Linked DNA regions of Sus scrofa: region 1 is linked to region 2. The links are chromatin contacts, called in public HiChIP or PLAC-seq maps. All regions are on one chromosome and are shown on one strand. The core of a region is the stretch at or near the end of the contact, and the rest is flanking DNA. Distances in the headings are between cores, read along the strand shown.

Region 1 (6,035 bases), core at 1,269-3,768, 300 kb before region 2:
CTTAAAGGATAAAGTCCAAAAGACAAAAAGTGCCCTTACCTATCTAAGTTCTCTCACTTTCCCAGAAGACTTTTTTGCTCTGGAAATATAACATTGCAATAATGCCCTGCACATGACCTAATTTCTTCCCTTTGCTCACACTTCCCCAGGAATGAAATGACCTCAAACAACTTCTCTTCTCCACTCAATCTACTAACTACTCACTATGCCAAGCACTACGGCAGTGAGTGGTTTTAAAAAACAAAACAAAAAAACACCACTGTAAGCATGGAGCTCACAGCCTAGTGGAGGAAACACATATGAAATGAATGAAGAATCAAAAATTATGATTTAAGTACTATCCTTCAGAGAACAGAATGAAGGAGCCCAAAATCAAAGGCAGGAAGCCTAGTCAGGAAGGTATTACAGCTCCGGTAAGAAAGAACAATTTGAACAAGGGAAGAGGCATAGAGAAGTTAAGATTTTGAGTTGACTGGATTTGCTGAAAAACCGAATAGGAGATAAAAGAGAAGAAATACACCAAAGGATGACTCCAGCATGAGCAACTACGTCCACCTGAACTAGCAGTCCCAATTTTTTATGCTTCCCTGGATCTATTATGCCCTTCGGTTTGAGCTTCCCATACTGACTCTAGGCTGGATTATAAGACTTGCTTTGGCCAATGAGACAACAGCGAACATACTGCAAGCAGAGCTTTACAAAGCTCTTGGGCACTGCTTCTGGTCTCTTGGGATAAGCCTGTGCCAGCCTGATGAAGGATGAGACACCACTTGGAGGAAAGCCAAGCAGAGAACATCCACAATCATCCTAAAACAGCCTAGAGAACCCCCAAATATATGAGAAGGGTGTCCATTCATGACTAAAACCACCTAGTTGACCTTATGAGCAATAACAACTGCTTATTGTTTTGAGCCACGGAGTTTTGCGGTGATTTTTTTAATGCAAAACATGGTGGTATCATTTACTTAAATGGAGTGGGAGAAAGGGAATGAAAAGAAATATCAAGATCATTCTCTGACCCTGATTAACTCCTACCTATCCTTTAAAGCTCAACTTAGATATCACCTTCTCCAGGAAGCTTCCCCAGATGTCCCAGGCTGGTCTGGGAAAGATAGTGAAACACTATCATTATGTTTTATACATATCCCTATCAATGCCTTACCATACTGTCCTATAATTATCTGCTTACACTTTTCTTCCTAAGTAGACAGCATTTTTATGTTATCGACTGTGCTATACTCATCTTGATAGTATCAGCATGTTACATAAAACAAGCTCTCAAAAGAGGTTTCTTAATATATAGTAAATGAATAGACTTGTTTGATGCTAAAAAAATCTATTAACTCTAGGTTATTTCTCCAAGTGTGATCCACTGACAATATACATCAAAATCAGCAAGACTGTGTATTAAAAATGCAATTTTGGGGTTATCACTAACAAAAATTGCCATCCATTACGTTGTAAAAGCAAGGCTGAATATTCCCGCCAGCTACAGATAAACAAAACAAGTAGCAGGAGTGTAGGTACTAACCCAACTTTTCTTCGAAATTTTCTCCAGATGTAATGTACGTGAGAGTCCTTAGTCTGATGGCCCATAAGTAAGTGAAAATGCTCCTAAGTATAATAGAGTTTCTCTTCTAAGAATTGGGTCTCGGCCAGAAAAAACAGGAGCAGAGGATCCTCCAAAGAGGCGTGGCTTCTCAACGCACCGGTTTACAGAGGATGCTCCAGGAGGAAAGCCTGTCCTGAGCTTTCCCCGCAGCAAGGGCCACACCAGGACCGACAGGCAAGCGGAACCTAGGCATCACCCGCGGACCTCGGAGCCCTGGGAAGCGAAGCCAAGGGGCGGCGCAGGGTCCCACCGGAGGAGCCAATCAAAGGCGGCTCCTTCAGGGTTCGGGGATGGGCTTTCATTTTCCACAGGCAGCCACCCGGGGTCCACCCCAGCCCAGCAGGCCACGAAGAAGGCCACGGTCCCCTGGCTAGCCACAGCCAGCAAGGAAGAAAATGCGGGAAGAGTCGGGCCAATGGCAGCCGAAGGGGGAAAAGAACAGAGTGCGAGGGGGCACCGCCTCGTCCCACCTGCGTCAAGTTCCAGCTGGTAACAGGGCAGCGGCTCGAGCGAGAGCTTGTAACCCTCGAAGCGGGGATCCAACAGAGGTCTCTTCACCCGCAGGGAGCAATTAGCGGCCACATCCATCGCCTTGCGAGGTGCTAGCGTGAGAATTAATAAAGCTCTTGTTGAAAGATCCGCGCTCCCCTCGTAGCACCGAGGCTGGCTGGCGGCGTGGTTCCCATCCCAGAAAACACTGCGGCGTAGCGTGCCTTCTGGGAAATGTAGTATCCACGAGAAAGTTGGCTCTGTTGCATGCTGGGATATGTAGTTTTCTAGGCGCTTAATGCCCGTGCGAAAGCAGGATCTGGACTCTCTTACCCAGAGGACTGAGCAACCAGGAGGCGGCCCGCGCTGGTTAAATTCTCACATTATAGGCAGGGTGGCGAGACCCCGCCCCGGAAATGCGTGTGCTAGCTTTCTGTGTGCTTAGGTGCCCGAGCTACTGAGGGTCTAGGTCCGGGCAGCCGAAGAGTGTGGTAGGTAACGGTCGTCAGCGCAAGGGTCATTTCGTCGCTGGGAAGGGACGGCCCTCGCCCGCGGTGATGGTGGTGAGCTATGCCCGTGGTCCTCAGGGCCGGGACCCGGGCCCAGCCCAGGCTCCTTTCGATGTGCTGTCTTTCGTTAGCTTCCCCGACCCGCGCTCGCGGGCCTGTAGGGCTCTCCGACAGGGCGTGCTACCGGAGTTGGCCTGAAGCCAGTCCTCGCTTTGTTTTCTGGCTCCTCCCCTCCCGCCTCTCCCGCTGTCTCCGCCCTATTCTATTTTCCCAAAGAATGTCTGAACTGGGAGGGATCCCCTAGCGCCCTTGTTTTACCAGTGAGAAAACTGAGGCCTTTAAGAACTGACTTGGCCAAGGTCACTATCCGTATTTTAGGGGCCAAGGCAAGATCAAGTTCAATATCCTAGGACTGGTACTGACTAGATCTTAGTATTACTTTGAAAATGTTGCCCTCCAACGTCAAAAGCGAACATTTCTTACTACGTTCTCAACCTCTCCTTTCTCCTGTTCCATTAAAAAAAATAATAACTGAAAACTCACTACCAGTCTGAGTTTCATATGAGCAACGAGATGGGAGACAACAAAAGTAGTCTAAAGTTAGTGACAGATGAGCGGAGTAACGTTAGCTTATTCCAAGTTGTACAACCCAATCTTCCTCTCCTTTCTACACCGTTTTGGTTGTCTGTTTTTCTGAAAATTGAGAATTTTCTAAGTTAGGAATTAGTTTGAAATTTGTTTTCTCCTTATCCCAACCGGCAAGCTTTGGTAAAGAATACACATATACTTACTGTTAGTTTGGCAGTTATAATTCTGGGTACATTATAGTGAAAAGCGAAGTAAAGCACTTAGGAGCCTTACCGGGAAATTTCGTTTTTCACCAATTGTGCTTAATCTTTTATCGATATTGGGGTATTATAGCCAAACTTTTGCATGCAGTTAAGGTGCCAAAGTGATTAGCAATCAATTATGGTCTGGGGACCTCTGGGGTCACAGTACCTGAGTTCAAGTCTTGCCTTCACTTTTTTATCCTCGTGCCTCAGTTTCCTCATCTGTAAAATACAAATTATGTTAATAGTACTTACATAAAAGAATATGATCTGGGAATTAAATGAGTTAAAAACTCAGTGCCTTAAGTCAGTGACAGGCACACAACTGTTTAGTAGATGTTACAATAACTGTTATTGTCCAAAGACTCGTTAATAAAGGGTATATGGGGAAGAAAATTCTAAAGTTCATGATTATGACTGCTTGGGATGCAGTAAATAATATTAAGAATAATGATACTGTGAACACATCAAAATTTATCACCCCTTCAGGTGACAGACACTGTTAAACATATTGAGGTGCTTACCTAGAGGATTTAGAAGAAAATGCTTTGTAAGTGTTCTGTATCTGAAAATACATGTTGATGTTCAGGTTAGCAAGATGAACAAAGATGCGCAGATGAGAGCAGCGATTAACCAAAAGTTGATAGAAACTGGAGAAAGAGAACGGTAAGTAATAGATTGTGTTAATAAATTACATTTAACATCTTTAAATTACAGTTATGTTTTAAGAATCTAAATATCAAGTAACAAAACTGATGTCAGTGGAAATAATTACAGAAAATTGAGATTATCAAAAGCTTGAATTCCTAATATCTATAAAAAGTGGTTAGATCTGTTCAATATTGCAAGTCTTGGAAGTAAAAATGTAGAAAGATGAATAATAAATGACTCTCCAAAAATGTGCAGTCTAACGGAGAAGAAAACTATGTGCCCAAATAACTACAAATGCAGATCCGATGTTACCTGGTTTTTAAGAGGGAAACAACATGATGAAACCAGTTTCAGTAACCAGCTCTCTTAACCTCAGAGAGCATATACTCTTCCTGCTCTCTGAAACATTCTTCTTTCTTCCCCCATCTTTAACTAATTCTTGCTCATCATCAGGCCTTAATTTAAATATCATCTCTTTTAGGAATCTGTTATCTCCCAAATACCTTGTTCTGTCTTAGCAATTAATCACCTTATCTTGTAATCACCTACTTTGTTTGTATTTATCCTCCAGTGTAATCTGAGTTCCTTGACAGCAGAATACTACTGTATACTGAGTATCATGCCTAGTGCATAATTGGCCCAGTAAATATTTGAAGAATGTTTGGCACTACAGTGGAGGGGCTAAGGAATCAAAAAAGGCTTCCAGGAGCAGGGTGATAAATTGTATAAAATGAGAGAAATATATATTAAGGAACAAGATGGATCTTTCAGCTCTACCTGGGGATTAAGGTGATCATTAAAGGTCTCAGAGCAGAGTAGGTATGGTACTGCAACTGGAAGAGAAGCATTAGCAGTTCCCCAACCCAGCAAAGGAGAGAGGATGGTCTAGGCAGATGGAACCAAATATGCAGTCAGAGAGATATGTTACAATATGATCATATTCTGGGGAACTGCACAATTAAAATGTGAAAGACAGTAGACAGGAGTGTGGCTTTTGTATCATCAGAAATCTTTCCATGGAAAATTATAAACTTGGAGTTCCCGTGGTGGCGCAGTGGTTAACGAATCCGACTAGGAACCATGAGGTTGCAGGTTTGATCCCTGGCCTTGCTCAGTGGGTTAAGGATCCAGCGTTGACGTGAGCTGTCATGTAGGTCGCAGATGCAGCTTGGATCCTGCGCTGCTGTGGCTCTGCCGTAGACTGGTGGCTACAGCTGTGATTCGACCCCTAGCCTGGGAACCTCCATATGCCGTGGGAGCGGCCCTAGAAAAGGCAAAAAGACCCAAAAAAAAAAACAAAAAAGAAAAGAAAAGAAAATGATAAACTGAACTCTATAAATGGCTCAATCAATGGAAGTATGTTAGCTTATGTAGGAGCTGCAGATTAAGGATCTGACATTGTCACTGAGCAGCTTGGGTTGCTGCTGTGATGCAAGTTTGATCCTGAACCAAGAACTTCCACATGGCGGCCAAAACAAACAAGATCCTGTAACTAAAAGTTTAGTGCCTAAAAGTGCTCTAGGCATCAGTGGATCCAGGCACTCAAAAATTGTTGCCAGGAGTGTCATTTCCTCTCTCAACTCTGCTTTCCTCCTTGTTAGCCCTATTCTTGAGAAGTCGCTACCCACAAAGTGGAAGAAATTAGCAGTTCAAAATTTACATCCCTCCAGCTGAGACTACCTTTCTCCTAGTGGTTTCAGCAAAGGACCTAGCTTAATTACCATCATATCTAGGTAGTAGGCTGTTCATGACACAGCCTTGCCTAGGACGCATTTCCATTGCTGGAGCCCTGCTCCACACTTGTGTTTTTATAGTCAAAGAAACACTGGGAAAATATGTGTTGTATTAGCAAAAATATCTCTTGTTGACTTTATCCTTGGGTGGTGAGAGTCATTAAAATCTTTTAAGAAAGGGCCTGAGTAGGTCACATTTGCACTTCAGGAA
Region 2 (6,482 bases), core at 3,513-6,012:
GTGGCTGGATTAAAACCAGTTATTTCCCCCTGCTGGTTGGACGTGTTTTACATTCTCTACCTCACTGCCTGCAGCTTTAATACTCCCCATAGTGCCAAATCCATTTATTTCCCATCCACCAACTGACCTCCTAAAGCATCATTAACACACCCCCCAAAGACATTGCTCCTGTCAATTTTAGTCAGTGCAACACTCCAAAGCTGTCGTGGACTTTTTACCAGGGCTCTTAGAAAAGGAAAGCAAAGAACTAAAAGACACCAGCCAAAACCTTGGGGAATTGCCAAGAGGGAAGATGAGACCCAGGAGCAGGGGGCGTCCTATCTGGAGGCAGGATGCCCGGCTAAAGATTGAAAAGTAGGTTTATAGACACCAATCAGTAGATGCTTCTGCCATCAATTCTCAGCTAGTTAATGGCAAAAGGATCAATATCTACTTTCAATTTTCATGTACAGCATTATGGCCCTAGTGGGAGACAGGTCTCCTGGGAAGAAGGGATGACTCAGGAAATGGGTCTTGGAGAGAATGATTCATGACTAAGATTAACAATTTTATTTGTTTGCCAAATGTATTTTCTAAGATTTATTGGGGTGGGGGGGGTCTTTTGTTTTGACCAACTTTTTCTTGTTTGCTGGTAACACTGTTCACCCTGAAGTCAGTCATAAGGAAAATGATTATGCGGAGAGAATTTCAGGGATAAATGTGAAATTGAGTTCTGTAAATAAAGCCGTGTCAGTTGGAAATGATATCCCCTGGGTTCAGCCACATTCAACCAGAGTGATTCTAGAGCTCCAAAATGGAGTGAAAGTAAACAGCATTACATTCTGCAAATAAGACTCTAGGTTCCAGGAATCTTAACTGCTCCAGCTTGTCAGCTTTCCTTTTGTGTTCTTCTTGGGAAAGTGTCAGGCAAACTATTAGTGGATTTCCATTTTAAACTGGATTCAGCAATAATAAAGTTGAAAATATAATATTTTGATAGAATTTTTCAAAACCAAGCAGAGAATCTGAGGCAATGCAGAGAAAAAATTTAAAAACAGGCAGCACAGCATTTCTAATATACGACTTAGGCCCTGGACGGAATTATTTTGTGAAAGTATATAAGAAATCTGAAGCTACACTTTTAAAACCACTGCCTGAAAATGTAATCACCAATATTAAACAGAATGGAATATTGCCTCCTGCTAAATTAGGGCATTAATCATAGCACCTTGATTCATATGTCCTTTCTCATTCATGTGTTAATCTTCAAATCACATTTTCCTTAAATAAGTTCTAAAAATTATCCTCTATGACCATTCTTTATGAGTCATAAGAGTCACTCCTTTAAATTTTACCCAAATTCCCAATACTTCTCAAAGAATACAAGTCTTTCTAAGTTAGGTGCTTCAGTGAGTATAATAGGCTCTGTTGAGTGACAACAGAGGTCTTCAGGGACCAAGAAGTGATCTGTGCCTTTACCAAATATGCTCACCACTCAAGGAAATTTCCTGAATCAGGTATCAAAACTGACCTATGTTCTTTATATTAAGAACCATCATTTATTAAGTGTCTCTCTAAGTCAGGCCCTGAGTTAGGAATAAACTTAGGTACATGGTCTCTTTCAACCTCACAGATACTCTACAAGGTAGGTATTATCACCCCATTTTACGGATGTAACACCTGAGGCTTAAGGGGGTTAAGCCACTTGTCCAAGGTGGAAAGGCCAAGGATTCCGGCTCAGACCTGTAAGCTTACAAAGCCCATGCTCTTTCCCTCTGAAATACAAGGTCAGGCCCGTCCTAGAAGACCAGTCTTGGGATATAAACTTCCTTGATCTTGACCTCATTCATTAGGACTTGCTTTATCTTTGGGGATTCCCTAAATAGAAGTACATAGGCTACAAAGGTTACTAGTAAAAAATGGAAGCTAATACATTTTCTAGATTTAACCAAAGGATCCATTTTACAGTCACAGAAGTAAAAGTTAGACTTCACATAGTAAATTATAAACTAGAATAACATATAAAAACAGGTATTGAAACTCCATTAGCTTAAACTACTTGAAACTGCTGTATTTGTAGGTCAAAACAAGCAAAAAGATGCAACCTCATACCATTCATTCTAATAACAGAAGTCCAGTCCTAGACTCTAAGACAGTCTAGATTCCATTCAAAATGCACCGGCAATGTCCACACTTCATGCCTTCATTCCCATGGCTACTGTACCTGAGCAGAAGCTGTTGCTGCTAACGGTCCTCGCTGAACGCCCAGAGCTGCTGGGGTTGAACTCTCTGCTCTCTTCCTCCGAGAAGGGAGACTCAGAGGCTGGGGACACTTTGTGCTGTTGCTGAGGCAGGTGGGGCCGAAGAATCAAACGGGGAATCCGGCTTCGGGAAATCTCCTTTTCGTGATGCTGCACTCTCTGCTCCTTCTCCAAATTGGACATCAGAAAGAAAACAAAAGGATACCTGTTGCCCCCTCTGAACTCCAGTCTGCTCGTTTTGGGCTTAGCTTCTAAGAAATCACATTTCTGAATATTGAATCTTCAGAGTAGTCCTTGTTTCAGATGCTAAAATGAGGTCAAAAACTCTTCCACTGAGAGCTAATTCTCCTATTTATTAAAGCACGGATGTAACACACACACACAGACCCTCATACCCACACCCCCACACACACCCACACCCTCCCACACACACTCTTCCAGCCACTAACAGAAAGGCTATTCGTTCTCTCAGGCATTTCCTAACTCACCTTCCTGCTCTGGCTTCACTTACCGCATTCAAGTGTTCAGTTTTCCAAAGGCTCTTTATAACTCACAGAATATTCCGGCTTATTACTTGGTTTCCTCCAGACTTCCATTTTGCTTTCCCTGAATTAGCTGTGACATTTTGACTTCTGCTTTCCTGTCTCCTCACAAAGTAAACCCATATACCTGGAACAATTCTTTTCTGAGAGATCATGCAGTCTTATCTTTCAAATCCCCCCTCTTCTGGCCAGGATCTTAATTATTCATTAATATCCTGGTACACAGGCTTGTTGCCAACAGAAAAGCAAACAAAAATCCAATACCCGGTAAGATGGCTCCACCTTTCACATCATGTTTAGCTTTTGTTTTCCTTATAGGACACCCATATGAAGAGATTGTTTTTTCTCTCTCTCTCCTTTAAAACACAGTATTAAATGCAGAGGGCCATGCTTTGGCTTTTAAAAAATGTTAAAAAAGTAATATTTTGTCCATATTTTTCAATTTTTAAAGTGCATTCCCAACCATTACCTTGTTTAATTTTTACAACCCAGGCCATAGAGAGGACACTAATTTGTGTCCCTATTTATAGATGAGGAAACTGAAGATAAAAGAGCTAAAGATGCTTAGCCAAGACTGCTGCACATCATCTAGAAGCAGAACAGGCCAGAAGTCTGGTGCTTTTTGGGGTCACCACCACCCTTCCTTATTAAAATGGATTCTTAGGAGGAGCTCTTGGCAAAAAAAAAAAAAAAAAGAAAAGAAAAGAAAGAAAGAAAGAAAAAAGGAAGAAAAACCACACACACACACACACACACACACACACACACACACACACACATACCCACCCACCCACTGCTCCCTCTAACCTGTGCAAAGGAAAAAGGGCTTCTGATTAGGTAACAAACACTATTTGGAAATACGACCTCCTGCTCATTTCCACGCGGCTTACCAGGAAGGGTCGCTGCCAAAGCAAACAGCTTTGGGAGGCCCTCGCAGTGCAGAAATTGCAGGGAAAGCCCAGCCGCGGGTAACTCCTGCGGTCGCTCAGGCATCCACCCTATCCAGGGGCGCAAGCCGCACCCAGCCTCTGGATTTGTTCTGCACATCGGTCACCCAGCAGGTATCACACGTCAGCCACTCCGCTGGCACAAGGCAGACCCTGAACCAATGCTGGAGTCCTTATTTTTCAGTCACCAATACATCAAATCCTTTTTATCCACATCACACACAGATAACATCAATTGAGAGCTAGATCCGAAATCTCCAATTTCAGGGGATGGGATTAACCCACCAGAGTTAATCTTTTTAATCCTACTGTCAACCCTCCAAATCTTTTTCTCCAGTACCATCTCCCCATCTCCCAGGTCTCATCACCTGAGCAACTGCTCCCCTGCCTTCTCATCGTGCCCAGCACCTCCTTGTCCCCGTCTACCATAACTCTGTCCGCCAACCTTTTCAGCTCTCACCTGACCCGCCTCCTTCTCCCTCTGACATCGGCGGACACTGCCATCCGCACCCGCAAGACGTGCCCTCCTTACCTTGGTCTCCCGAAGAGGTCCCATCGCGCTGCAGCCCACTGGCTCCTCGCGCCGCCGCTGCCGCCGTCCAGGAGGAGGCACCTGCGGGCACCGGGGCCAGGACACTGCGCTGAGCCCGCGCGCGCTGCGGGCGGCGGCTGCTGCGGGGCTCACGCGCCGCCGCCGCTGCCGCGGTTCGCGCTTGGCTCCGAGGGCGCGCCCGGGCGCCCCGCCCCGGCCGGACACGTGGTGCCACCGCCGTTCCCCGGGCGCCGCCCACTCTCCCGGACTTCCCTTACCTGCCAGCCCCGGGGAGGCACCCCCGTGCCCAGGGTCAGCCCGACTTTGCCGCGGGCACTTCCCTCTCAGGTCCGCGCGCCCCTCCCTCTCTTCTGGGACAGACCCAAAGGGGGCCGGCGGGGGCTCGGAACATCTCCAGCCGGGAGATGCGCAACACCCCTTTTTCTGGCACCTCGTATCGGGTTTGAAGGGGGTGCACGTCGGATTGAAGAACCCATTAAAGCTGTGATATCACTGAGAACCAAAATGGAGAAAGGGAAAGTTTCTCCCTCGCGGCCCCTCCATGCCCTTTCGGTTTTAGGTCAACATACAGCTCCCCACAATTATCGCCCTAGAGAGACACTGGGCGGGTCCCCCTCTGCCCACACCCCAGCCAAGCAATGCTGCAGGACTGACACAGCATATGGGTTCTGGGATCTCCAAGGTTGCGATTCTCTGTGGCGGATTTGCATCAGATGGGCTCGGCATTGGCAGTGCAACGCCGCAGGGAAAGAATGAGGCGGGTTCCCGTGGGCTTGGGAAGCCAGGCCGCTTAGAGCGAAAGCAGCCTTTTCTCCAGCTCTGACCTGCAGCCGCCCCTGGTTCTGGAAACATTGCACTTGAACTCAGAAAACCGGTTCAAGGCAGCACTTCACTTCCTTCTAGGGGAGTGCCTTTATACCTAAAGTTCTTGACCTCTCTGGACTTCAAATTTATCCTCCTTAAATTTGAGGGGTAAAAATAATAATACCTCAAGAGTAGCTATGAGGATTAGATGAGGAAAACAAAACAAATACCCCCCCACTTCCCCCCCAAATCAGCTGTACCCAGCTGATGGAACAAAACTTTCCAAATGGCTGGAAACTCTATATGAATAACTTTGATGCCTTTTATTTCAGAATTGGAGAATATCTAAGCAGCAACGTGAACAGGGAACAGTCTGATCAATACACTCAGTGTTCTACATGGGAGGACTATGATCCTTGAAAATAGTTTGAACACCACCATCTCATTCTGTCCTCCAAAGAGCATTTTTTTCTGAGCCCTAAAATTTCAAACATAGGATTGTACAGTGTGAATCTTAGAAAGAGCCTGAAATCAGACGATGAGGTGAAATCAATTTGCCTCCTCTATATCCCTAAAGAGATTTTATTCCATACATCTTCATGTCTTTTCAATCAGATCTCTAAAATGTGTGAAGTTGGTAATCTTAAGATTCTTTATTTGGGGGAAGAGGTGATTAATTCATACTTTTATACCCACCCCTATCTCAGAGAGGGGCTTCAGGAAAGTGATGTTCCAGGATGGCCCCTGCAATCTATTAGCTCGAAAATTATGTCCCAAGGACATATACTGTAGATAGGCGGGAACTGTTAAAGTCAAACTGTTAAGCTGCTTCTGCGTTCCCTTCTGAGAACTGAGAATAAAAAAATCTGGGGACCCAACAACAGAAACCCCTGCCACTATGAAGGTTTCAAGTCAGAACCTCAAAGTCTTTCTTGACTTTTTCCGCCCTCACATGGCCCTCACAGGGCGGAAATTACAAATGAACTCCATGCTACTGTAGAAATAATGTCTTGAATCTGATTACTTCTGTCCACTGCTGGACTGCATTACCTTCATTGAGAGTCTAAACTAGAAACATCCTGGATTATTGCAATAATGGTCTTACTAAAATTGCCTTTCTTCCAGTCTTGCTTCTTATTCCTTTCTTGCCAGTTCCGTAATTTTTCCACAAGTCTTTTCTGAAATGCCATACTTCTTCATTAAAACTCATTAATGATTTCCCAGTTGTCCTCCAAGTAATATTCAAATTCCTTAAAGTGGCACAAATGCTGTTCTTGATCTGGCTTTATTTCTCCCATCTCATTTCTTGCTCTTCTAGACCCCCCATCCCTCACCACCTCTACACATCCTCTATCCACCATCCCTCTGCCACTCCCCCACCACATACAAATAGATA

What was found. HiChIP or PLAC-seq counts read pairs in DNA pulled down with a chosen protein or histone mark.
Region 1: an H3K27ac HiChIP or PLAC-seq map of alveolar macrophages shows a contact between it and region 2. The contact joins the promoter of ENY2 here to the promoter of LOC110260476 in region 2. A contact is called at or near these places in 3 of 5 promoter capture datasets (fetal liver, fetal skeletal muscle and liver), 18 of 47 Hi-C or Micro-C datasets (adipocytes, alveolar macrophages, embryonic fibroblasts and 11 more) and 2 of 2 datasets of contacts at active chromatin or transcription factors (alveolar macrophages and skeletal muscle).

What each region holds. Positions count from the first base shown.
Region 1 is chr4:28,200,019-28,206,053 of Sscrofa11.1, reverse strand. It overlaps ENY2 (enhancer of yellow 2 homolog (Drosophila)), which reads left to right and starts at 2,518. Exons shown (of 5, transcript NM_001243454.1): 1 at 2,518-2,592; 2 at 4,030-4,106. The coding sequence starts at 4,039. NUDCD1 (nudC domain-containing protein 1) reads right to left here and starts at 2,338. Exons shown (of 10, transcript XM_021089013.1): 1 at 2,083-2,338. The coding sequence starts at 2,200.
Region 2 is chr4:27,897,237-27,903,718 of Sscrofa11.1, reverse strand. LOC110260476 reads left to right here and starts at 4,762. Exons shown (of 2, transcript XM_021090801.1): 1 at 4,762-4,918; 2 at 4,921-6,239. The coding sequence starts at 4,762. The coding sequence ends at 5,105. It overlaps SYBU (syntabulin), which reads right to left and starts at 4,455. Exons shown (of 9, transcript XM_021089009.1): 1 at 4,262-4,455; 2 at 2,204-2,408. The coding sequence starts at 4,285.